Linked DNA regions of Mus musculus: region 1 is linked to region 2. Evidence: chromatin contacts called from public HiChIP or PLAC-seq data. All regions are on one chromosome and are shown on one strand. The core of a region is the stretch at or near the end of the contact, and the rest is flanking DNA. Distances in the headings are between cores, read along the strand shown. Region 1 holds the start of Snx8 (sorting nexin 8). Region 2 overlaps Mad1l1 (MAD1 mitotic arrest deficient 1-like 1).

What was found. HiChIP or PLAC-seq counts read pairs in DNA pulled down with a chosen protein or histone mark.
Region 1: an H3K4me3 HiChIP or PLAC-seq map of bone marrow-derived macrophages shows a contact between it and region 2, with 3 times the contacts expected there. The contact joins the promoter of Snx8 here to the enhancer-like site in region 2. A contact is called at or near these places in 1 of 39 promoter capture datasets (the C10 cell line), 2 of 115 datasets of contacts at active chromatin or transcription factors (the 230-238 cell line and bone marrow-derived macrophages) and 2 of 9 other capture datasets (adipose tissue and pancreatic islet).

What each region holds. Positions count from the first base shown.
Region 1 is chr5:140,387,700-140,392,345 of GRCm38.p6, reverse strand. Snx8 (sorting nexin 8) reads left to right here and starts at 3,038. Exons shown (of 11, transcript NM_172277.3): 1 at 3,038-3,198. The coding sequence starts at 3,105.
Region 2 is chr5:140,146,318-140,151,418 of GRCm38.p6, reverse strand. All of the region lies in intron 11 of Mad1l1 (MAD1 mitotic arrest deficient 1-like 1), which reads left to right. Among named protein-coding and RNA genes, the nearest start is that of Gm30492, 53 kb to the right of the region's middle. Within about 2 kb of position 1,913, at least 52 of the 459 cell types and tissues checked have an H3K27ac peak or open chromatin away from gene starts, as enhancers often do. A contact at or near this core is called in the 230-238 cell line and bone marrow-derived macrophages, where this site is marked.

The sequences.
Region 1 (4,646 bases), core at 1,789-4,288, 240 kb before region 2:
ATGTGGGCACTAGGAATAAATCTGGGTCCTTTAGAAGAAATCCATTGCCATTAACTCCTAAACTATCTCTCCAGGTCCCAGTTGATAGCAGCCGGAACCCAGAGCTCTCTAGCTGCCTGTTAGTGCTTTAGGCCAAAGGCAGGGCCAATACAGAAAGGCAACACCTGAATTTCAAAGAATGGTGGGCAAAGGGCCCGACTGATGCAATACGAGACCACGCAGCCAAAGTCAGATGCTATGTAGGGAATGAGAGACCTCAGACACTCAGCCCTAAAAGAGATATTTCTATCACTAGAGGTATTGTACTAAAAAACAAGCAACAACAACAACAACAAATACCAAAAAAGCTTATGACATTTAGCAGAACGTCTTGCCAGCATGTTTAAATCCCTTGCTTCCATCCATCCATCCATCCATCCATCCATCCATCCATCCTTCCATCCATCTCCTTACAAAACTGTGAGTGGCGGTCCATGCCTGTACTGTCAGCACAAAGCAGTTGGAGACAGGAGGAACAGAACTATTCAAGGAGCTGGGCAGAAAGCTCAGCCAGGAAACTGTTTGCTATGCAGGCATGAAGATATCAATCCTGCAGGAAAAAGCTAAGTATGGTGGGAGTTGTAGTTTCAGAGAAGACAGGCTCATCCTTGGAGCTTGCTGGCCAGACAGCCTACATGTCCAAGATGGATGGCTCCTGAGGGGGAATAAATCTTAGGGGTTGTCCTCCAAACTCTACACACACACACACACACACACACACACACTCACTCACTCACATGAGTTTAAGGTCATCCTCAATTACATAGAGAGTTTGAGATCAGCCTGGACTATAAGAGACCTTGTTTTCCAAAACATACAAAAACCTTAATTCTTTTGTTTTTGTTTTTCGAGACAGGGTTTCTCTGTATAGACCTGGCTGTCCTGGAACTCACTTTGTAGACCAGGCTGGTCTCAAACTCAGAAATCCGCCTGCCTCTGCCTCCTGAGTGCTGGGATTAAAGGCGTTCGCCATCACACCCAGCTCTACCCAAACTTTTGAACCACTTTTGCTGTGGGGTGTTTGCCAGAGAAGACTGCTCTGGCTTAGGCTTAAGCCAATAGAAAGTATTAGCCCACTGGGGATTACACTGACGGGATCCCAGTGTCACACTGAACCTCTCTTAGGGTGAGCTTTTAAGCATGAAAACCAAATATGTCTGGGTTGACATATTTCGGTTAACAAGGACAGTTAGCCAGAAGCAGAACTACAGAAGCTGAAAAGCAAGCTTAGCACTTTCCCAGAACTATGGGCTTTGATGGATCAGGTCTTCATTTTTGGCAGGTGGTGTTTTGTGCTGAGTTTTATAGCCTGGATACTCCTTCCATGATGGAGCTAAGATCTGGGGCTCTGTTACACTTCTACACAATAGATTGTAGTCCTGGAAAATAAAGGGAACTAGACGCAGCTACAGCCAAGCTTAGGGCTTTAAAAACTTTAGAGGCACCAGCAGGGAGACTGAGAGGCATCCTAGGGCTCCAACCTTGGAGCCTTCAGTCCACTCCATGGAAATCATTAGACATCAATATCTGGAGAGGCGAGGTCTTTACTGTGAAATAAGAAAGGCCTTCCCTGATGGAGTCGAGACAGGGTTTCTCTGTAGCCCTGGCTGTCCTGGAACTCACTTTGTAGACCAGGCTGGCCTCAAACTCAGAAATCCACCTGCCTCTGCCTCCCGAGTGCTGGGATTAAAGGTGTGCGCCACCACACCCAACTGTTCTGATGGAGTCTTATTAATAACCCTCTTCTTCTCCCAGATATTTTTTTGCTTTTCCTTTACTTGAGATAATGTATCTATATGCAGTTTAGGTTGCCTTTCTTTTTTCTTTTTCTCCTTCTTTCTTTTTCCTTTCTTCTTCTTCTTCTTCTTCTTCTTCTTCTTCTTCTTCTTCTTCTTCTTCTTGTTCTCCTCCTCCTCCTCTTCCTCCTCCTCCTCCTCCTCCTCCTCCTCCTCCTCCTCCTTCTTCTTCTTCTTCTTCTTCTTCTTCTTCTTCTTCTTCTTCTTCTCTCTCTTCCTCCTCCTCTTCTTCTTCCTCCTCCTCCTCCTCCTCTTCCTCCTCCTGCAGTTCTAGACTCAGTCCTCATATTCAGCCCCGGGTCAGACACTGCTCCTGTGTGCTCTTACATCCTTGCTTCCCTCTGTCAGTCAGAGGGCCAGGCCTGGAGGTATGTATGTTCAACTTAGCTCCTAGGGAGGCTGAGGCAGGAGGATGTTCTGCCTTAGCTACAGAGTGAGTTCAAGGCTAGCCTGGCTAACTAGACCCCGAGTCAAAATAAATACATAAAGCTCAACGTCCTGGTGTGCATCTTCAATCCCAGCACTCAGGAGAGAGAGGCAGGCAGATCTTTGAGTTTGAGGCTAGCCATAGTGAGTTCCAGGACAGCCAGGGTTATATATTGAGACCCTATCTCCAACAATATACAAATAAATAATAAAGGGCTGGTGATACATAGCACAGTGGTAGAGGGCCAGCTCAGCATGTGGGAGCCTATGGGCTCAATCCCCAACAGAAAGGAGAATGGCCTGGTTATCTGCAAACAATTATGGAATGTTGTTCCTCATCAGTAATCTTCAGAGACCTATTATAGTCAGAAGACCTACTCTCTAGCCATGTTTCACGCTCCAAATCCCAGAAGGTACTAGAACACTGTTCTAATGTCCGTAGCACCTTTCACAGGGGCTGCCCCGGAATTCACAGAGCATGTGTGAGTGGGCAAGCGAATGCAAAAATGAATGGCAGCGTGGGTCAGAGGGTGGGCAAGAAGATGAGTAACAGCTGCTGGCTAAGAGCGGGGAGGTGGGTGCGCACTGGAGGGAGGTGGCACTAAGCAGCTGGGGCGGTACTCGCGCTAGCACTCAGTCTTGGACCAGAGCTGCTGAACGCTGCCCCGGCCGCGGCCACGTGGTTGGGGCGTGGCTCGTGGGTAGGGGCGTGGTCTTACTGCTTGGGGTGAGCGGAGGGGCGTGGCGAGGTTGGCATGGGCGTGGCCACGCCGGACAAGAGCTGGCGTGGGCGGGGCTGGCCGGGCGGGCGCGGGAGGAAGTCACGTGGGCGAGCGGGCTCACATGACTGGCCGCGCGATGGACCCGCTGCCCTCGCCGGCAGTCGCTGCAGCTGCTGAGGCGGAGGCTGACGAGGAGGCGGATCCGCCGGCGACAGGTAGGGCACGCGGCCCGATGGCCCTGTGCGGAGAGCCAAGTGCTTCACACTCGGGGACCACCTGTCAGTGCCACACCTCGCCTGGCCGGGGTGGGGGGGTGGACATTCTTGGGGCCAGCCTCTTCCCGCTGCTCCCTGGGACGCTGCTCTTCAGCCCTCCGTTAGCGAGCGGCCGTGTGGAGTTGCACCTGGGTCTTTTCTGACCCCACTTTGGAGACGTGGTCTAGAGAGTGGTTTATATTCATGTGTGACCATGTCCAGGGAAAGGGATGTGTCTTTGGTATCAGACTCTTTTTCCTGGGGTCCCCGGCTTTGTGGACTGTGGGGACGCATCCATGTGGCCAGAGGCGCAAGGGTGGAGCTGGGCCTGGTGTGTGCCAGCCAGGTCTGGCCAAGTGTCGCTGAGTATGGCCATCTAGAGCATTGGTGGAAAGACAGGTTCTTCTCTTGGGACGAAGGGTTTAGGGTAGTACTTTTAACCCCAGGGGAGGGAGGAGGATGTCAATGAACGCCTCTGAAGAATGGAGAGAAGGTGAAACTCCCCTCGGAGTTGGTCAACAGTCTTTGGGTCTTGTTGGGTAAAACATTGTATTTTTGAGGTTGTATGTTTGAGCCACCACTTAAGTCCCTATACCTGGGCGCCTTGAGAAAGGGAGACTGATCCAGAGCTACTTATGCCTTTTAAGAATGCTTTTTTAAAAAAATATTTCTAACTGTGTATATGTATGTGTGTGTGTGTGTGTGTGTGTGTGTGTGTGTGTGTGTGCGCGCGCGCCCTTGGAGGACAGATGTGTTAGATTCCCGAGAGGCCAAAGTTTCACCTGCCTGTTAGCCACTCAGTAGAGCTGCTGGGACCCAGACTCCTGTCCTCTGCAAGAGCTCTGGAGCCTGTGCTCTGAGCCCCTGCCTGACTCATAAAGCAATTCCTTGTGGCTTGTAGCAGTGGTGATGGGTTAGAGCTCTCTTGGCAAATTTGGGATCTTCCATATTACTTCCTAGAGAACTCAGCTAATGGCTGACGTTAGGAAGGATTTCGTCTAGATTTTTGACAGATCTTGGGCAGTGGTGTGACTTGTGTGTTAGTCACAGCCATGTAGTCCTTCACGATTGACAGGCCATCCCAGTAGCCACGTAAGTAGGAAAATGGGTTTTTCAACCTGTCACTTCCTTCTGTATGTATGAAACTTGGCACCAAGCTGGTGATGTGGCGAAGGAGATTTTCTTCCTTCTGCAAGAAACTTAGTTGGAGTGTGTCTTGGTGGAGCCTTTGGCTGGATGGACTAGAGTCAAAACACCTTTGGGAATCACTCTTGGGAAAACGTATTCTTGTGTGTGTGATGTTCTTGAGAACAGTGTGGCATGGCACAGGGATGGCAGTCAGAGGACAGCTTTGTGGAGTCACTTCTCTCTTCCACTGTTCCTTGAGTTCTAGGGATGGAGCTTGAGGT
Region 2 (5,101 bases), core at 664-3,163:
AACTTGCCAGTGAGTCACAAAGGCAAGCTGGCAGAGAGCCGAGCTCTCTTCTGGGACCTCCTTTTATCTGGGCTACTACTGGGAGGGCAGGTGTTTCCACTTCAAGTCACCTCAAGAACGTCACCCACAGGTCTGTCAACACTTTGTCCTTCAGTCCATTTGAGATCAAGCCATGCTGCCAACCAAGATTAACCATCACATACCTCAAAGCAACCCTGCTATCTTAGTGCCATTCCCCCTAAATCCCGATTTAAGGTTCTCAGTGGCTCTACTGTATAACTCACTAGATTGCACAGTGGTGAACCGAGTATGGGGAAGGATGGTTGTTTCTTTACCCTCCTTGTCAGCCTTTGATTCTCCTTGGCAGGAGGGATGGGTGTTTAATGAGTCAATTGATTCTTCCCTCCCTACAGGACCCATGCCTTCTGCTGGTGTGTCCGTCTGGACTTTTCATGGTATGTGATTTCAGACTAGTTATCTCTAGCTCTGGGGTTTTGCATGTAGGCTTGTGGTCACAGACTCTCAGCATTCAACTTTTGTGGCTTTTCCTATCTACCCAGCATCAAGGCAGGCACACATATGGTAGTCATCCTCTGTGTGATGGTAACTCTTGTTGGAAGTTTGATCCCTGTGGATAGGGCTATTCTACACAGGGCCCCTCATCTGATTGCCTTGCTGCTCAGGCACCGAAATCTCTGTTCTTCCCCTGCTAGAGTCCTGCTGTATTCCTGACCTTGGGAGTTTGTGGCTTTGCAGAGGTTCTCTTGGGCCCAGGTTCATTCCCTACCAATGGCACCAGCCATGGATATTATTGGCTGATTGCCTCATGTAGTAACTCACCGTTCCCTTGTGTTATGGTTGGTCTTGGGATCTGTGGACAGTGAGGCCCCTGGAATTTGAGAGGCCAATTCCTTGATTGGGTTGAGCCGCCAGCCCTCACAGAGATGGGTGGAGGTGCCCTTGAGTTGATGACCAGTGACAGACTAGATGCACCATGGAAAGGCCTCTCTTCTGACCCTGCAGGTAAGCTTTCTTTATGCCTGAGTTTGTTTGTAGTTCTAGAGAGTTCCAGATGGAAACGGGCCAGACAGAGATAACAGAGAAAACCCTGACAGAACTGTGCTCTTGGCTCTGGTCAGGCCTGTCTCTGCTGCCCCAAGCACTCACGGGCAGCTATGGTTGGTCAGAACGGAAGCTTGTGTGGGTCACAAAAGCACCAGAGCAGTGCTGGCACCGTCACCCTCCTACAGAAGTGCATCCAGCAGTATGATAACATGACCTGTCTTCCTTTCGGGAACCTCTTTCCACTAGTGTGGATGTTCAGGGTATGTGCCAGGTAGAGATAGAATTCTTCCTTTCCCTGGTACCTATGCTCCTGACCTATTAGGATTCCCTCAGAATGGGCTGCAGAGAGAAGCCTGGGCCCTCTAAAGAGGATTTGAAGCTCAGGATCTTGAAGAGTTCCTTAAGTGGAGGCAAGTGTCAGGGCACAAGCCCAGGTGGCAGCGTGACCAGAGCTGGAAGCAGTGGGGCCAGAATGCTTGGGGACCTAGGGCAGGGGCCACAGACTCTCGCATCTATTCAGCTTTCAGAGTGGGGTACAGCTAGAGCCTCTGATAGAAATGAGCCTGTAAAAGAGGGGTTTTAGGCATCTACCAGGAACTGATTTTGTTGTGGACGCCCCCATGCCTCCAGCTCTCATTCATCTGAGGGTGACCAGTGAATGACTCTGAGAGACATGATGGGAGAGTGGGCAGGGAGCAGGGCTGGGATGCCCAGAGCTGGGTGGACTCCAGCTCTTTGTGGGCTGTAGGCTCATGACTTAGTTTTTCTTAAGAAAGCCGTGTGGAGTGGCTACGAGTTGAGTGGAGGAACCTAGATAAGGAGAAAGGCCATGGGGCTTGCGAAAGAACCACAGGAGATGCCCACAGAGAGCAGCCATGCATACAGCAGCCATGCATAGAGGCCCTCAGAGGCAGAACTGTGGTGAGTGGGCGGCCCAGTGAGTCAGCATTGGCAGGGGAGGCTGGAAGGGGATGAGGAGAGGAGAAGGGAAGGGAGGGGAGGGGGGAAGCTAAGGAGGGGGAGGGGAGGAGGGTAAGGAGGGGGAGGGGGAAGAGACATGCCTGCACCACCTGTAGGCTCTACTATCAGGTGCTTCTGTGGGGTGGGGGACTCTGGGTCTAGGGAGAGACCCCTGTGCCAACATAAAATGCCTCCAACCCAGTTCCCTTTAGTGAGGGAGGGGAGTGACAAGGGTTGCCTCGAGCCCTCTGTCAGCAGCCTTTCCAATAGCCTGAGTGGGCTCCAGGGCATCACATACACCTGCTTCTCAGGTCACTTATATCCATCCAAGCAGGGGTGTTTGACACGGAGAAAGCAGCTGTGAGAGAATAGAGGATGGCAGTGATGCCCACACCCACACAGCCAGAATGATTGCCACTTGGAGGGTGTGGCCTGAGGCCAGAACCTCCTGCAAAGGGCTGTATTTGAATTTCCAAGATCATCAAAGCCATTTTGCCTCTACACAGTACAGTATAGTCTCTTGAGGCTCAGAGAGGCTGATTATATTCTTCAGGTTACAGAGCAAACCGATGTCCTGCCAGTGTAGGCCTTGTGGTGTTTTTGACCTGAGACAGCCTGCAGGCTGGTCCTCTACCCCACATTGACACCTCCTTCCCACAGTGTGCAGAGGCTGGTCAAGAGTTATTTCTGGACAATGAGAAGTGGGCTTTGTAGGCTCATGCGTTTGAACATTTGGTCCTGTTTGGTGGCACTGTTTGTAGATGTTGTAGAACCTTTAGGAGGTGAAGCCTTTCTGAGGATATATCACAGGGTACAAACTTTGAGAGTGTAGAGCTTTGCCCATTTGCAGTTTGTGCTCTTCTTGGTGTTTGCAGTTGAAGATGCAATTGTTCAATTTTCTGCTGCTGTGACTGACCCCCTACCCTCACCCCCTATTATGCCCCTCTGGAACCTTAAGCCAAAACAAATCCATTCTTTCATTGATGCTTTTGTATGTGGTGTTCCATCACAGCAACAGAAAGAAACTAACCGCTTTCTGGCAAGGCCCTCTGGGAACTATCCACACTGCCCTCTGGCTGGGATATAGACAGGTGAGCTTGCGTACTCTGGTTACCTGTGACCGCCTACTGTCTTTTTAGTGCTCTGTCCACTGGTCTGTTCTTGCACTCTGCCCCAAGGCCCACTGGGCTGTACTGTTATGACCTCCATTGGTTTAAGTGGGGCTTTCTCTATGCAAATATGGGTTAGTGAGCACACTGGTGGATCAAAGATGAATGACAGGACTTCCACGAATACAATGATAGTTACATAGGACTCTCTTGGAGCATGCAGTTTCTGCCCAGGAGTAAGGGATACCCATGTTGGCTGTTGCTTGTTCTGTGATGGTCATCTATTTCCCCACCCCCACTCCACTCTGGCTGTCTGAGTTCATCCTAAATGTTGTCATGGGGAAAGGACATTGTCAGGAGACTCAGGTTCCAGAGGCAGTGATTTGGAGTTCCTGGGTCCTGAGACAATTTATTCTACACTTTTGTGCCTCAGTTTCTCTTCTAGAAAACTACTATGAACCCCTGGCCTCAGAATTTTATTTTTTACTAGTTTTTTGTGCAGCACTTTCTCTCCCCACTGCCCCAAGATTAAAACATTGACCTGTAGAGGAAGGGGAGGAGGCTCAGGTAGGACGTGGGGTTGAGTCTTGGGTTGTGACTAATGAAACTCAGAAGACACATGGCTCACGAACCCCTTTCTGGTGTTATGTAAGCAGGAAGCGTTTTCTGGAGAGAGGAGACTCATTGGTGGAGCTGCCTGCAAGCTGGGCAGAGAGTTCTAAGGATGTACTCTGTGGGGTCATCTGTATGCTTGGGTGAGGTTTTTTGGTGATGCAGCTGCTTCCCCCCCCCCCCCCGCCCTCAGGCTATCTATGCTTCTTTAAAAGAACCCACTAAACTTACTATTTAGCTCCTGTAAACTAAACCCACCACTCTGGACATGGATGGAGTCCTTTCTTTGGGTTTGTTGTTGCTTTCTCTAGCTAGGAGTGAATTGAAAATGTTAATGCAACATAGCTGTAGTTATTCTCCCTCCCTTCTCTCTTTTCCCTCCCTCCCTCTCCCCCCCCACCCCCGCCTGTATAAATACACAGGTGCCTGTGTGTATATGTTTGTGTAGGGGCTCATGTAGGTCAGGTGAGAGCTTAATCCCTCCTGTGGGTCCCAGGAATAAAATTGAGATCCTCAGATTTAGCAGCAAATGTTACCATCGAGCTATCTTGGCAGCCCTCACCTTGCTTTCTTTTTTAGACAGAGCCTGTCACTGAGACCTGTAGCTCATTAATGTGTCTAGTCTGGCCAGCCCTGGGGTTGCCACCTCACCAGTGTTAATATAACAAGCAAGTTCCATCACACTTGGCTTTTTACATGAGTGCTGGGCCCACATAGATAACTTAGGTCCTTATCCTTGCACAGCAAACACTTACCCACTGAGCCATTGCTCCAGCCTGTCTACATTACATCATACCAACAGGTATTTTACTCTGATGTCACCACCATTGATGTCTGATGGCCACTGGCCTCTCTGCCCAAGCAGCTGACCATCCCTCTAATTGTCTCAGGTGGTTTCGAGGTCTCCATCTTCAGTTGATGGCTTTCTCTGTGCGACTGTCTGCAGCACTCTCTCCTCGCCATTAATTATGTGGTGAGCAAATTTGATTGCTTTCAAACAGGATTGTTCTGTACCCGAGGAGAAGCATTCAGTGGAAAATACCATTTTGTTTGGTACTTGGCAAGCAGGTCTTTAGGGCTCTGTGGGTGCCACCTAGGCGCCTGTTGGTGCTGCAGAATCGCCTGTGCCTGCTCAAGTGGAGCTGAGGCAGGAGTGGCACTGCTCATTAAAGAGCCGTTACCCAGTTGCACCACACAGCACCCTCGCTGTGATGGCCATTCCTTGAAAAGATACAAACAGCAAACTTCTCCAGTTCTATTTTTCTTCTGTGCCAGCCTGGAGACACAGAGAAGCCCAGAGAAAGGCAGCAGTGGGGAGATTTACCGATCAATAAAAGAGACAATTACAGTTTGTT